5 separate regions of the Mus musculus genome follow, and all the other regions are linked to region 3. A link is a contact called in public HiChIP or PLAC-seq and promoter capture Hi-C data. All regions are on one chromosome and are shown on one strand. Each heading gives the region's core, a stretch centred on a gene start, on an enhancer-like site or on the middle of the called end of the contact. The rest is flanking DNA. Distances are from core to core; before and after follow the strand shown. Region 1 holds the start of Polr3h (polymerase (RNA) III (DNA directed) polypeptide H). Region 2 holds the start of Pmm1 (phosphomannomutase 1). Region 3 holds the start of Poldip3 (polymerase (DNA-directed), delta interacting protein 3). Region 4 holds the start of Ccdc134 (coiled-coil domain containing 134). Region 5 holds the start of Nup50 (nucleoporin 50).

Region 1 (2,700 bases), core at 197-2,696, 1.2 Mb before region 3:
TGGCTGTTTCCTCAGAAGTCACCCATCTCTTTCATCCCGGGTGACACTCCCCTGTTCCCCACTCTGTGAATGCCTGTCCTTCATGGCATTTACCCCAGCTCATTACAACAAGACATTCTCAAGCCAACTTCTTCTCACTAGGCTACAAGGGCAGAGCCTGTGTCTCCCATTGGAGAGAGTGAAAGTCCGAGAAGGCCCCTGTAGTCATAGAAAGGGAAACACAGTAACCAAATGAATACAAGAAAGGGGCTACTGAGCTGGCTCAGCCGGTACAGCTGCCTCCCTCTAAAGCTGAAAGCTGAGTTCAATTCTAGAGACCCGCACGCTTATCCTCTCACCTCTACTCTCACACTGTGGGCAACACAGATAACACAAACCGAGGCCCAGAGAGGGTGACTTGGCCAAGACAACACAGTAATTGAACGAGGAAACAGGCATATTCCAGTTTCTGTTTTACAAACCCATTTTGTACACACGCTCTCTCCGTTTTGTTTTCTGGCAATCCTGAGAACCGAACCAGTGACTCCGCGAATGTCAAGCAAATTCAAGCACTGTTCAGCATCCTGATGCTTTTTGTTTCTTTTGAGGCAGGGTTTCTCCGTTGTAGCCTTGGCTGTTCTAGCACTCCCTCTGTAGACCAGGCTGGCCTCGAATTCACAGAAATCCGCCTGCTTCTGCCTCCTGAGTTATGGGATTAAAGGCATGCGCTACCGCCAGCAGCTTCGGTGCTTTTAATTTGTCTGAGTCAAGGGCTAACTATATTGCCCACGCTGGCCTCGAACACAGGATCGTCAAAAAGCCTCAATAGCCAAGAAGCTCGGATTACGGGTGTGCACTACCTCGCCCGGCCCATTTACTCCCTTGTGTACACGTTGTCACCCAAGTCTGGTTTATAAGGATGCGAAGGAAAAAAACCCCGACATGAAGTTAAGTGTGCAAGGCCAAGGGTGAACCAGGCGATAGCCAGACTAGCAGTGGGACCGGTAGGGACACTGCCGGGCAGCCCGAGGGCCCAGTACCTTGTTGGCCAATTTCTTGTTCAGCTCCTCAGCAATGGAATCGTTGAGTTTCCGCTCAAACTGCCACGGGGGTATGCGCACGGTGTCCACCATCTCCACCAGCACGAACATCCTGCGCTAGGGCTCTGGAGACCGGAGAGGCTGCCAAGCACGGGGGCCTGCGAGCTGTGATGGGGTGGGGGGGACCCGAGCCTCCTCCGTCCCTTCTCAGCCTCTGACAAGCCAAACCTGCAGCCGAGCTGCGCGGGAGGGCCTGGGCTCCAATTCTGGAAGCTACGCTCGTCTCCCGGAGGAAACTGAGGCCCGCTCCCGCCAGCCTTGGAGGAGCGCCGGCTCCCCGTCCCCGGATGCCACCCTGGCCTCGTTCCGTCCGCACCACGCGCGGGAGCCACGCGCGTCCAGCAACGCTGCGCTTGCCAAACCAAATCAACTCAGCTTCCGGAAAACTGACCAATAAGAAGCATCTGCCCGCCCCTGCGGGTCGCAGAGCTTCGCGAGGCTCCCGTGAGGGGCGGGGCCGGAAGGTGGGCGGGGCCGCCAGCACTCTCCCGCAAGTGAGAGAAGAGGGGCGGGGTAGAGTGCCGAAAGGGCGGGGCCCCATCCTGAAGCAAGCCAACCCCGGGCCCCTGAGAGAGTCTGGTTGCTAGGCGACAAGTCTGCACTTCAAGCCTGATTGTCTTTCTTTTGCACAACAGCCAGATAGACCCTTTGAAAATACAAATTTAACACGTTCAAAATAGTCTTTACTCCAGACAAAGTACCCAAGAGAGTGGGCAGAAAAGGGTCGCCGGGCCTTCCTGGATGATGTCATTTTAAGTGGTGCATTTGATGGATATGCTCACCAAAGCTCAGCACACAAAGCTTAAACAGCTGAAACAGACTCACGCTTGTAATACCAGCGCAAGAGAGGGTGAGGCTGGACAATCACTGCAAGTTCAAGACCAGCCTGAGTTACCAAATGAGATCCTGTGGCCGGGCAGTGCTGGCGCACGCCTTTAATCCCAGCATTTGGGAGGCAGAGGCAGGCGAATTTCTGAATTCGAGGCCAGCTTGGTCTACAGAGTGAGTTCCAGGACAGCCAGGGCTACACAGAAAAACTCTGTCTCGAAAAACCAAAAAGAAACAAAAAACAAAAAACACAGATCAGCTACATAGTGAATTCAAGTCTAGCCTGAGGTACAAAAGACTTTTTGTTTGTTTGAGACTCTTTCTAAAAAGAAAAAGGGGGGTGCCTAACAATGATGGTGACACACGTCTTTAATCCTAGCACTTGGGAGGCAGAGGCAAACGGATCTCAGAGTTTGAGGCCAGCCCAGTCTACAGAGCAAGTTTCTGGACAACCAGGACTGAACAGAATAATCCTGTCTCAAAAAAACAAAATAGAAAAATTTTCTTGCTGCACACTTTTAATCCCAGCAGTTGGGAGGGGCAGAGACTGTCAAATTTCTGAGAGTTAAGACAAACCTGGTCTACCAAGAGAGTACAAGATAGTCAAGGCTATACAGAACACACTCCCTCCCCCACCCAAAAAAAAAATGAGGAGAAAAAAAATAAGGCATTTTGGGCTGGGCGTTGATGGCACACACCTTTCATCCAAACAATTAGAATGCAGAGGCAGGAGGATCTCTCTGAATTCGAATTTGAGGCCAGCCTGGTCTACAAAGCAAGCTGCAGGACAGAC
Region 2 (2,825 bases), core at 168-2,667, 1.2 Mb before region 3:
TTTCTGAGTTCGAGGCCAGCCTGGTCTACAGAGTGAGTTCCAGGGCAGCCAGGGCTATACAGAGAAACCCTGTCTCAAAAAAACCAAAACAAGAAAAAAGAAGAAGAAAAAAAAAAGCATTAAGCTTTTCTAGTAAGCATTAAGTCTGTCTAGTAGTAGACAAATTGACAGGCGGTTCTTGTTCAGGCCTTGCCAAGTCAGTGCAGCACAAGGATCAGGCATGCCTAGGCTAGACCACCTCCTTTCCAATCCTGCATCTTCCTGATCCACCTCTGCTGGATGGAAAGAAAGATGCCCGATTCCTTCTGGAGAGTGGAAGGCCTACCAGGAAGCTAAGACTTAGGTTCACACGGGCTTCTGCCCAGTAGCTCGGCCCCCCACCCCCATTTCTGCTCTGATCATCCCGGTGATCCCAAAGGTAGAAGGATGGGTGAGAACGACCCAGGATGACTCGAAGGGAGAAAAACTAGGTATGGCTAAAGACTGGAGGGTGAACTATAAAGTGCAGACAGGAGAATGCACTCCCATTTTTTACAGTGCTTCTATTGTAAACAGACTAGCCCTGGGGCCTTTCACCTTCACATGGGTGGAACCAAAAGGATACCAATAACAAAAACCAAAACTCATCAGAAAAGCAGCTCTCTTTCCCTCCAACTCCAGGTGGAAGGTAAACAAACATCCTAAGAGGCTTAAGGAGCTAAACCCAGTTTTAGGCCTATGGACGCCAGAGTGCAAAGACTCAGAGATCTTCCTTGCCCTCAGTAGAGGGCGACCGTGGGCTTAGAAGCGCACGGAGCTCTGCCTGGAACGCCGCGTTCTCACGCTAGCTTGAGGACGGACTAGTTGTGCATCCTAGGGCTAAAATGGGGTAAGACCACCCCAGAGCCCAGCCTGGGCCTGTGCAAGCCTGGAACTGGGGATACCCGCCCTATCGCCCATAGACGCTCCTCCCGGAGGCTGGATACAGCATCTGCGCTCCCGGCAGGAACGTGGATGCCAACCCGCGCGGGGAGCGCTGAGGCCTGGAAGGCCGAGAGGGCCTGGGTCCCATCTCCTCGGTGACAGGAGCCGGTACCACTGCACTCCACGTTTCCGACAGGGTCGCGCAGGTGTCTGCGTTGACATGGCAGTGACGGCTTCACGCTGGGTCACGGATGCCGGCGTGACTCTGGGCGGGAGCTTTGGAACCTCGAGGCCCTTACCTGGCGAGCTGGCGTGAGGGTCCCGTCCACGTCAAACAGGCAGAGGATGCGCTCTTTCCTGCGGGCGCCCTCGACGGCGACTGCCATGGCTGTAGCTCCGCGCGCCAAGCGCTGTCGCTGCAGCCACCGCCAGGGTCGCGTGCGACAGAGGCCGGGCGGGGCCGGGGCGGGGCCAGCTGCGCAGCACGGGGAGGAGCAGTGGCCATCGGCCCTCCCGCGAGGGGGCGGGGCCTGCGGCGCCGAAAGAAGAGTACAGGCACCTAGGATTGAGGGGCGTGGCAGTAGGCGGGGTCAGAGTCCTCGTACCCGACGGAGATAGGAACCGGCGGGAAAAGGGGTTGAACCGGAAGACAGTGTCGGGCCAGCGGGTTGAGGTTGATCTCAGGGCGCTCCCTACGGTGGGGGGGGGGGGGGGTTGGGGGGCAAGGGCGGGACTCAGAGCCTTCTGCTTGTGATTCCCAAGGTTAGTAGGACGAAGGTATTGCCTTGTCATCTTGAGCTTGAAGTCTCAGGGAGAACCCGGCGTGCTGGCTCACCTGTGATCCAGCCCTTCTGAGGCAGAGGCCCTTATCTACAAAACAAGTTCCGGGCCAGCCAGGGCTACATACTCTGTTTTGTTTTGTTTTTTCAAAACAAGAGTTTCCCTTTGTAGCCTTGACAGCCTTGGATAAGACCCTATTTTTTAAAACAAAACAAACAACAAAAAAAGGGAGGGGGAGAGAGAGAAGGAAGAAAAGAGAAAAATATCCCATGATGGCTTTTACCTACTGTGAGAAATGTTTGTTGCTTTTTTTTTTTTTCCAATCAAAAGTAACCTACTAAGGGCCAATATGCCATAAATCTCTAACTTGTAAGCTTTTATGCGAGTCTTTTTTGTTGTGTTATTTTGTCGTGTGTGCCTGGGGTGATGTGCACTAAGTACATGCAGGAGCCCACCTAAGTCAGGATGGAAGTGAGTGTCAGATCCTCTGGACCTGGAATTACCCACAGTTGTGAGCTTCCTTGTAGGTGCTGGGTGTCAAATCCCTGATCCTCTGCAGGAGGCCAGAAGAAAGCTTCAGATTCCTAGTTCTGGAGGTACAAGCAGTTGTAAGCTGCCCAGTATGGGTGCTGAGAATTGAACTCAGGTCCTCAGTAAGAGTAATAAGTGGAGCACGCCTTTAATATCAGCACTCAGGAGGCAGAGGCAGGCGGATTTCTGATTTCGAGGCCAGCCTGGTCTACAAAGTGAGTTCCAGGACAGCCAGGACTACACAGAGAAACCCTGTCTCTAAAAAACCAAAACCAAAAAAAAAAAAAAAAAGACATCATGCCAGGAACAGATCTAGGGCAAGGTTTATTGGGGAAATGGAGTGGGAACATGAGAGGGAGAGAGAAATAAAGACAGACAGACAGACAGAATAAGCAAGTGAGAGAGAATCATGGTGTTCAGAGATGTTCAGAAGTACCTTTTTTAAAAAAGGTTTATTTACTTATATGAGTACACTGTAGCTGTCTTCAGACATACCAGAAATGGTCATCAGATGGTTGTGAGCCACCATGTGGTTGCTGGGATTTGAACTCAGGACCTTCGGAAGAGCAGCAGTGCTCTTAACCGCTGAGCCATCTCTCCAGCCCCTTTCT
Region 3 (2,776 bases), core at 132-2,631:
TGAGTACACTGTTACTGTCTTCAAACATAGCAGAAGAGAGTACATCAGATCTCATTACAGATGGTTGTGAGCCACCATGCTGCTGGGAATTGAACTCAGGACCTCTGGAAGAGCAGTTGGTGTCTTAACTGCTGAGCCATCTCTCCAGCCCCAGGAAAACAGTTCCTGACACCTACAGCAGTGTATCTATATGCCTGCTGACCACGGGCCGACTTAACCACTTTTTCACCTGCACATTTATAAAAGCTAGAAATGGCTATCGATGTTTAAGAGTATGTTGAGTCTGACTGTCTCACTTAAGACATCAGGGCATACATCCATGAATGCCAATGCCACCCTCTTGGAACTGTTTTGTCTGTCTTTGCCTGAGGCCAACTCAGTTGGGGCACTCGGTGGCCTTGGGAAAGTCTTTCTCTCTGGCTCCAGCTTTCCCGTTTGTGAAATGCGGAATAAAATAGTTAAGCAACAGCGGAGCGCCTGGAGCACCAGCTACTCAAGAGACTGAGGCAGGAGGATGGATTTGAGATCAGGAGTTCCTGGATAACATGGAGGACGCCGGCTCTCAAAACGGAAACAAACTGGCCTGTCATCTCAGCCCTTGAGAAACGGGAGGAGGAGGGAGACTCTTGGCGTTTTAAGGCCAGCCTCGGAGACGCAGCGAGTTCGAGGCTCGCTCCGGCTATGTGAAAGCCGGCCTCAAGAGAAAACAAAACGATCAGACAACCATTACAGATATCACAGTGAAAGGAACAAGGCGTCTCGCCTATGAAAGAGCTCTTTGCTTAAAACGGGTCGGGCTAAGCACCGTGGCATAGGAGAACCAGCAGAACTGGCCATAAACAGCTCTGGGCTGGCGGCTCCTCCGCTCAACTTCCGCCCTCTTAACTCCCAGGACCTAAAGGCCGAGCGGAGACGGCGCCACCGTGGTCCCCCCGGACCCGATCCTCCGGGGAGCAAGGCCCTGGCCCGCCCAGCCCTCGGCTCGCCTGCGATCGGGCCTCCCGGGCCTCCCGGGCCCAGCAGCCAGTGGACCGACCAGCAGCTGGGCCCGCGCGGCCGGGCCAATAAGGAGCGCGGCGGACGCAGGGGGCGGGCGCAAGCGGCGTCGCCCCCCGGAGCCGCTCCCTCCTCCGCCCCCGAACCCCAAGAAGCAGCGAGGCCCCTACGAGCCTCGAGGAAAAGGGAAAGGGCCGCTCACCGTCCCTTGGCCGCCGTCCCGCGCTTCCGGATGAGCTCGTCCAGCGAGAGATCGGCCATCTTGCGGCGCGCAGCTAGCGGAGAACGGAGGAGAAGCCGACTGCGGCGAGCCCGCCCCGCGGCCGGAGTCAAGAGCGGCTTCCGGCAACCCGGACGGCCAACTCTCGCGACAGCTCAAACGAAAAGCTCGAGACGGAAGGGGTGGAGCCTCTCTCCCCGTGAGCCTTTGCGGTGCTCGCTTCTAATTTGCATGGAGGAGTCCGGAGCCTTATGGGCTCTCTCTCCCCCCTCCTCCTTTTGCTAATGAGGAATTAGAATTATATCGATCATAAACCATTAAAAAGCATTATCAAGAGGACAAGTCTTTTAGTCATACAGCCGATCGGACACTCACCATACTTGTAATGAGAATATAATTTCTTACCCCTGAGGAACGTAGACACGTTCCTCATGCCTTAAACTTATGAGTAAGGAAAATAACGATTCGGGGTGACGCCCGAGTCCTCACTGCTTATGTGAGAAGAATTTTTGAGCGGGTATAGGTTGCAATCTGAGGCGACCCGCCTACTTTGCGGGATGCCTGGGTGACGCGATCTGCCCGACCCCCTAATTCTACAAGAATAGAAAGCTTAGCAGCTCCTCTGAATGGTTGCTCTCAGGTGCTAGTGGTTGCAAGTCGTATGTTGATGCCTGCCTTTGCCCTACCTGGTGTGTGAGCGTGAGCGCGCCCCACCTCTCCAGCCTCTCTCTTACTGTTTTTCAGACAAGATGGGACTGTTGTTCTCCTACTGCTATGTACCTCAATTTCAATTGATCATGCCTGGACATAACTGCCCATGTTGTAAGGTCGTCTACGTTGTAAGGTCGTGCTCAGTTTCTGATGCCTAGACTAGTCACCTTTCCGTTTGCCTCCTGACTGTGTAAATGAGGCAAATGAAGGTGGTCTCTTAACTGACATGTTAGTGTTTGACCTATGGGATAGTTTCTCATTGTTGAGACAGAATTTCTAGAAGCTGGTCCGCTGAGCGGCTAAGAGCACTTGCTGATATTGCAAAGGATCTACCTGGGTTTGGTTCTCAGCACTCACATGGAAGTTCACATGTAACTCCAGTGCCAGGAGATTCAATGCCTTCTTGACCTCCCAGGCTATTGCATACATATACATACATACATACATACATACATACATACATACATATATGTGTATACAGGCAAAACACTCATAAACATAAAAATAGATAATTTTTTCAAAAATAAAAACATGATGCTCTTGGGTCAGTTTCTCATGTTCCCTTGAAAATGTACATGTTGGGGCTGGTGAGATGGCTCAGTGGGTAAGAGCACCCGACTGCTCTTCCGCAGGTCCAGAGTTCAAATCCCAGCAACCACATGGTGGCTCACAACCATCCGCAACAAGATCTGACTCCCTCTTCTGGAGTGTCTGAAGACAGCTACAGTGTACTTACATATATTAATAAAATAAATCTAAAAAAAAAAAAAAAACTATCTGCCATATGGAACATTTAAAAAAAATGTACATGTTATGAAAGGAAGGCCTTCCTAAGAGACAAGAATCAGT
Region 4 (2,700 bases), core at 136-2,635, 1.0 Mb before region 3:
TCTGGGGTTCTGTGATATCCCTCCCCTCCCCCTTCAGCTCTGTTTCTCTTTTATTCTCCTCTCATGATTCACGCCAGCTGCCTCGGAGGTGTGTCTGTTTCCCAGGCTCACATCAGAGGCTGAGCCTCAGGACATAAAGGCCCAGAAACAGAAAACAATGAGACCTGCAGACAAATTCCGGGCATAATGGTTGAGGGGGAAAACAATATCAAGCCTCTCTCTGGAGCTATTTTACACCACAGTGGAAATGGAATTGGGAAATAAAATAATGCATTAACATTCCTGTGTGCACTTTCACTCTGAGCTCATCTTCCTGGAACTTGTTCCTCAGCTACACAGCTGGACACTGGCTTGTTTCCGCAAATGATGGAGACAGACTGGAGAGTGAGAGCATTTAAGGAGCATGTGCACCAGGCAGTAGTGGCACACGCCTTTAATCCCAGAACTTGGGAGGCAGAGGCAGGCGGATTTCTGAGTTCAAGGCCAGCCTGGTCTACAGAGTGAGTTCCAGGACAGCCAGGGCTATACAGAGAAACCCTGTCTCAGAAAACCAAGGGTTGGGGCCTGAGCATGTGCAAAGTGCTTCATAGTTGTACATAGAGAACATGAAGAACCCCTGAGCTGGGAAGGCCCCAACATCAAGGGCCCCAAGCCTTGTGGTTGGACTTTGGAGAAGCACTTCACCTCAAGTGGACATGGGAAGAGGTACAAATCTCAGGGGGGAATAAAATCAAACCCACTTCAGCCTCTCTGGCTCAAGCCTTTTCTATACTCACGTGGGCAATGGTCATTTAACGTCTACCATCGCCGGCTACTGGCAGAAAACTCTGCCCGCACCTGTTTGTATATCAGCCCAGCCTGGGCTTTGCGTCCTAACTGGCCACTCCGCCGGTCTTCCCCGGATCTAGCTGTCCTGACACCCTCAATCCCTACCCCGGAGCAAAACAGAATGTCTACGAACAGAGGAAGAACTCTGGTTTAGAAATCAGTGAACTGGATGGACAAGTCGGGGTTGCCCGTGCTCCGCACTACCATAGGTTATGCTGGTTCCTTAAAAAGTTCTTTGGATCTTGCGAGCTGAGGTTTAAAATAGACTCAGATGAGACATCAGGCACTACGCTAAAAGCGCCGGGCAGCAAGGGTTTCGGGCCGCGGTTTGCTGACGCGCTTTCAGCAGGGTAAGGGCCCCATCGTAGCTTAACTTCCTCCAACTCCACCAGAACCGAGATCATCAGCGTGCCGGGCGACGGCTTCTCCCAGGACCACGCCGTGGCTGACAGCTGCAGCGACACGCGCCAGAGCACAGCGGGGCGGGGCCGGAAGTGAGGTCAGCGGAGCGCGGCGTTCGCGGCCCGGTCTCATTGGTCAGGAGCAGCGCAGTAGGTGGGCCGGCCGCTTGTCGGTCTCCTAGCACTGCTGGCCGGTTGCTGTAGAGTTCCGCGCCTTGCCAGAGTTGGGTGCTTCCGGCTGCTCGCCAAGGGGCTGCTCCCTTCTCCCTGCACCGCCGGCCGGGGTAGGTAGTGGTGGGGGTGCCGGACTGTACTGTAGGCTTCTTGGGAGGGGAGTGCGGAGCCCCCCGCACTGCGTACGGGTTCGGGACTCGGACACCTAGAAAGGCTCGCTTGCCCCTCCGAAGCTCCAAGGCGCGGAACCAAAACCCCCGCCCGGCCACTACCACAGGCTCTACAAGACGAGTTCGGAGTCGCTTGCCGAGTCTGAAAGAGCGCTGGGGACGCTTGGGACAGAAGCGAGATTTAGAGGCCGAAGAGTAGAGTATCAGTCATGAAAACCAGACCTGTCCCCCGCGGTCCGCTACTTTGCTTTCCCACGTTTGTCCTGCTTGAGTTATCCTAGGTTGTCTGGTAAATTTGTTTCCCTAAGTTTTGCTGTGGCCTGGTTCAAGTTCGCTTGGGTTCTGGAACATGAGACGGAAGGTGGACGGTCCTGGATAATCTTTGTTCTGTAGATTTCTGCTGTCCCGGCTCCGTGGGGGCAGGGGTTCTCCTAAGGATCTCTCCCAGAGCATCTCAAATTCTGGGTGGGGGTGTGGCCAGCTTTGATATGAGATGCCCTGTGCTTATTTAGAGACAAGACACAGTGCACTGAACTGAGAGTAAGACTCCTGGCTCAGCCTAGGAACAGCTGTAAGACTCTGAATAGTAACTTTTTTTTTTTTGTCCCCCAGTTTCCACATTAGTAAAACAGGGTATCTTTCATCTGAGTATGAGGCCTCTGTTGACTGTCATTTTCCACCCTAGTCTATCCATTTTGGAATTTTAGACAAGGCCTAGATTACTCTCAAACTTAAGGACATTCTCCAGCCTCAACCTCCCAAGTGGTGGGATTAAAGTTATGAGCCACTACTCCCAGCCCCCACATATTAATGTTTCACTTGACCAAATTCTTCTTATCCTTAAAAAAAAAAAAAAAAACAGAGCCAACTGTGTGTGTGTGTGTGTGTGTGTTCCATGTACACCTCAGTATGTGTATGCAGAGGACAGAGATCAATACCAGGTATCTTTAATTGTTCTCTTCCCTATTCGTTGAGACAGGACCTTTTACTGAACCTGGAGCTCCTAGATTCAGCTGGACTAGCTGGCCAGCAAGCTCCAGGAATAGTTGAGTCCCCAACTCCTCAGATCTAGGAGCACAAGCATGCGTTGCACCCAGCTTACTCATGATACTGGGGATCAGACTCGG
Region 5 (2,792 bases), core at 220-2,719, 1.8 Mb after region 3:
ATCTGTGGCCCAGAATAGGCCTTAAAGTTTTGATTCTCCTGCCTCAACTGTCTGAATAGCTGTGATTGTGGGTCTGGTCTGTATTAATGAGGATCTTCTTGTTACTCTGGCTGGCCTGGGCTGATCCTCTTGCCTCAGCCTTCCAGTAACTGTGACTTTAGTTGAAAATGCCCATGACCTGACTGACTTCAGATACTTAAATTATCTCTGGAGTACTTATAGCACTAAATATGACGTTAACGACATAGCTGAAATGTGTAGAGAATGACAAGAAAAATACCTTGCATGTATTTAACACAAATTTTCAGAAGACACTTCATTGGCAGTCAGTTGAATCAAGAACAAATGTGTGCATTAAATGCGATCTGGCTTTTTCTCTTTCACTCTGCTGGATCTGGGGGAACTGAATTTAGGGCTTTCCTCGTGCTAGCCAAGTACTCTACCACCGTGCCAGCTAGTCTCCTTTTGCAGTTCTTGCAGATCGATGGATGAAACACCCTGAAAATAAGGGACTTGACTTCTCCCTTGGAACCCCCTTTGTCCTCTCTCAAAAGTTTGGAACTATTGCTCTAGAAATGCTAGTTTCTCTGAGACCCGTTTCCGGATGGTTAAGGATGGGTCTGACATTCTGGTTCACATTCTCGTTAAAACTCAAGCAGAAGAATTAGACCAACCGGAATCCCTTCTTAAACAACTGAACCGCTTTAGAGTGCTGTAGTCAGCTAAAAGCACACAAAACACGAGTCCTGGTCCAGGACGCATACGGTTCGTCCCGCAGCTGAATCCCTCCGGGGACTTCATCTCCTGTGGGCCCTAGCTGGTCCTGCAGCTTGGGGCAAATTTACAGCTCCCAACGAGGAAATCTGTGGACATCTATCATAAAGCAGCAATTGGGGCAGGTGACCTTTAGAGTCCGTCCCGCAGGGCTCTCCAGCCCCATGTCGGGAAGAGCTACCACAAGCTTCCAAGTCTCCGCAGACTGAGATCCACCCTCCCCAAGGCCCGTCCACGTGAGAATCACGTTGCACCCGCCTCGTGCTCCCCCCAGATCCACGGCCAGTCTCCTCAGCCACCCACCACACCATCGGAGGCCTCCAAAGTCACTGACCACAACGCCTCCCGCTAGTGTCTCGGCAGCGATTGGCGCGCGAACCTCCTCAAACTGGGACGGCGGCCGACACGTGACCAACGTGCTTAACCCGCGTTTGACAGTGGCTTTGGCTCCCGGCCCGCTGCCCGCGCTCCCTGTGCGCACGCGCGAGCTCCAATGGTCCTCCCGGCGACTGTTTCTAGGGCGGGCTTGCGCATGCGCCGCGCGACCCAAGTGGCCCTCAGGAGAAGGGGCCGGCGGCGGAGGCTCCGACGCGCATGCGCAGTAGCTGGATGCGGGCGTCGCTTGCCTCTTCCCCCTCCCCCTCTCTTTTCCCTCCGATTGGTTCGGAGGCGTCCATTCGAGTTACAAGATGGCGGCCCCGGGCGCTCTCTTCACCGTTCTGTAGCAGCTTCGGGCTGAGCGGATGTCTCTTCTTGTCCTCAGTGTCGGACTCAGAGACACACGGCTCCCGAGTTCTGCTGATCACGAAGTTCCCGGAGGCGCTCGACGCACCGGAATCTCCCAGCGGCCGCGACCGCCGCCTCGGCCCTGCTCGCCGCGGCGCCGGGACTCCAGCGTGATCGGCGGCGGCAGTCAAGGTAGGTGAGGGCCGGGCAGGCCAGGAGGGCGGGGCGGCGGCCGCCTTGGCGACGCGGCGGGCTGTTTGTGAAGCCGGACCGGGCCGGGCCTGCCGGGCGAGCCGCCTGGCAGTGGAAGGCTCGGCTGAGCGCGGGCCTCGGCCCCAGCGGAGGTAGGCGGCGGTGGCAGGGCCGCCCTGGCCCAACCCTGGCTGGCCTTCGCCCCTTACATGTCGTCTCCCCGGCTGTTCGGTCCCCCGGTGCCCTCACCGAGTTTCCAGGCCGTTGGTCACCCGGGTTCGTCCAGGGCCACTTTTGAGGTTTGGGCTTTTCCGGGGCGTTATAGTGACCTCGATCGGCTCCTGGTGTTTTCCTGTGAAAGTCATCTCTTGACCGCAGAGTTGTGCGGGTGCGCACACCGCAGGAAGCGGCCCGATCGTGAATAATTCACACACACACACACACACACACACACACACCATCACCATCCCCTGTCAACACACACACACACCCCGTCCCCCGGCAACTTCCTAGCTTCATATCTTAAAAGCATTTCGTGGAGCCATTTTACCCACAAACGCAGACATTTGGCAAAGTCTTCCGGGCAGCTGTTGTAAGTCATTTATTACAGGGATTAAATTTCCCCGGTAACATATTGGTAGAAGCTTATCTAGTACGTACGAGACCCTGGATCCTGTCCCCACCGCTTTAAAAGAAAAATAAAACAGAAAAGCTTTAATAACAACAATAATAGCTGGCAGATAAGTCTCAAGTGCCAGGCCTTGTTCCAGATAATTTGCAGAGTTGTGTTTAACTATGGAATGTGAAATAAGTAGGTATTTGGTGCTTTAAAAAAAAAAGTATGTATCTCCTATGTTGGCCTTGAACTTGTTCTATGGCTTAGACTGGCCTCAAACTGTCATCCTGCTTCAGCCTCCCTCTACCATCACCCGGGTTGGTGAAATGTGTTTTAAAAGTTTAGCCTATAGTAGTAGTTACTTTTCCCTCTACAGCTTTTGAGTTTTGGAGTAAAAATAGGGGTTATTTTTGTTACTATTTTGACAGGACACTTCCTCTGTTTGAGGCACTCTTCTAAGCTATGCCATCTTAGTTTTCATAGC

Evidence for each region. Promoter capture Hi-C pulls out the DNA fragments that hold promoters and counts their contacts. HiChIP or PLAC-seq counts read pairs in DNA pulled down with a chosen protein or histone mark. Capture Hi-C pulls out chosen DNA fragments and counts their contacts.
Region 1: a promoter capture Hi-C map of pre-B cells shows a contact between it and region 3, with 4 times the contacts expected there. The contact joins the promoter of Polr3h here to the promoter of Poldip3 in region 3. A contact is called at or near these places in 5 of 39 promoter capture datasets (the C10 cell line, hematopoietic stem and progenitor cells, liver and 1 more) and 1 of 115 datasets of contacts at active chromatin or transcription factors (pancreatic cancer cells).
Region 2: an HNF4G HiChIP or PLAC-seq map of pancreatic cancer cells shows a contact between it and region 3. The contact joins the promoter of Pmm1 here to the promoter of Poldip3 in region 3. A contact is called at or near these places in 1 of 39 promoter capture datasets (liver) and 2 of 115 datasets of contacts at active chromatin or transcription factors (embryonic stem cells and pancreatic cancer cells).
Region 4: a contact with region 3 is called in a promoter capture Hi-C map of liver, with 3 times the contacts expected there. The contact joins the promoter of Ccdc134 here to the promoter of Poldip3 in region 3. A contact is called at or near these places in 2 of 39 promoter capture datasets (the C10 cell line and the HPC-7 cell line), 7 of 115 datasets of contacts at active chromatin or transcription factors (bone marrow-derived dendritic cells, cardiomyocytes, embryonic stem cells and 3 more) and 1 of 9 other capture datasets (liver).
Region 5: a promoter capture Hi-C map of pre-B cells shows a contact between it and region 3, with 4 times the contacts expected there. The contact joins the promoter of Nup50 here to the promoter of Poldip3 in region 3. A contact is called at or near these places in 2 of 39 promoter capture datasets (the C10 cell line and pre-B cells), 3 of 115 datasets of contacts at active chromatin or transcription factors (astrocytes, microglia and pancreatic cancer cells) and 1 of 9 other capture datasets (liver).

The regions. Positions count from the first base shown.
Region 1 is chr15:81,924,767-81,927,466 of GRCm38.p6, forward strand. Polr3h (polymerase (RNA) III (DNA directed) polypeptide H) reads right to left here and starts at 1,447. Exons shown (of 6, transcript NM_030229.4): 1 at 1,020-1,447. The coding sequence starts at 1,130.
Region 2 is chr15:81,959,513-81,962,337 of GRCm38.p6, forward strand. It overlaps Pmm1 (phosphomannomutase 1), which reads right to left and starts at 1,418. Exons shown (of 8, transcript NM_013872.4): 1 at 1,203-1,418. The coding sequence starts at 1,289.
Region 3 is chr15:83,147,997-83,150,772 of GRCm38.p6, forward strand. Poldip3 (polymerase (DNA-directed), delta interacting protein 3) reads right to left here and starts at 1,382. Exons shown (of 9, transcript NM_178627.4): 1 at 1,199-1,382. The coding sequence starts at 1,257. Rnu12 (RNA U12, small nuclear) reads left to right here and starts at 1,649; the gene lies at 1,649-1,798.
Region 4 is chr15:82,126,537-82,129,236 of GRCm38.p6, forward strand. It overlaps Ccdc134 (coiled-coil domain containing 134), which reads left to right and starts at 1,386. Exons shown (of 7, transcript NM_172428.2): 1 at 1,386-1,513. Mei1 (meiotic double-stranded break formation protein 1) reads left to right here. Exons shown (of 31, transcript NM_028897.3): 31 at 78-278. The coding sequence ends at 123.
Region 5 is chr15:84,921,959-84,924,750 of GRCm38.p6, forward strand. Nup50 (nucleoporin 50) reads left to right here and starts at 1,470. Exons shown (of 8, transcript NM_016714.2): 1 at 1,470-1,692.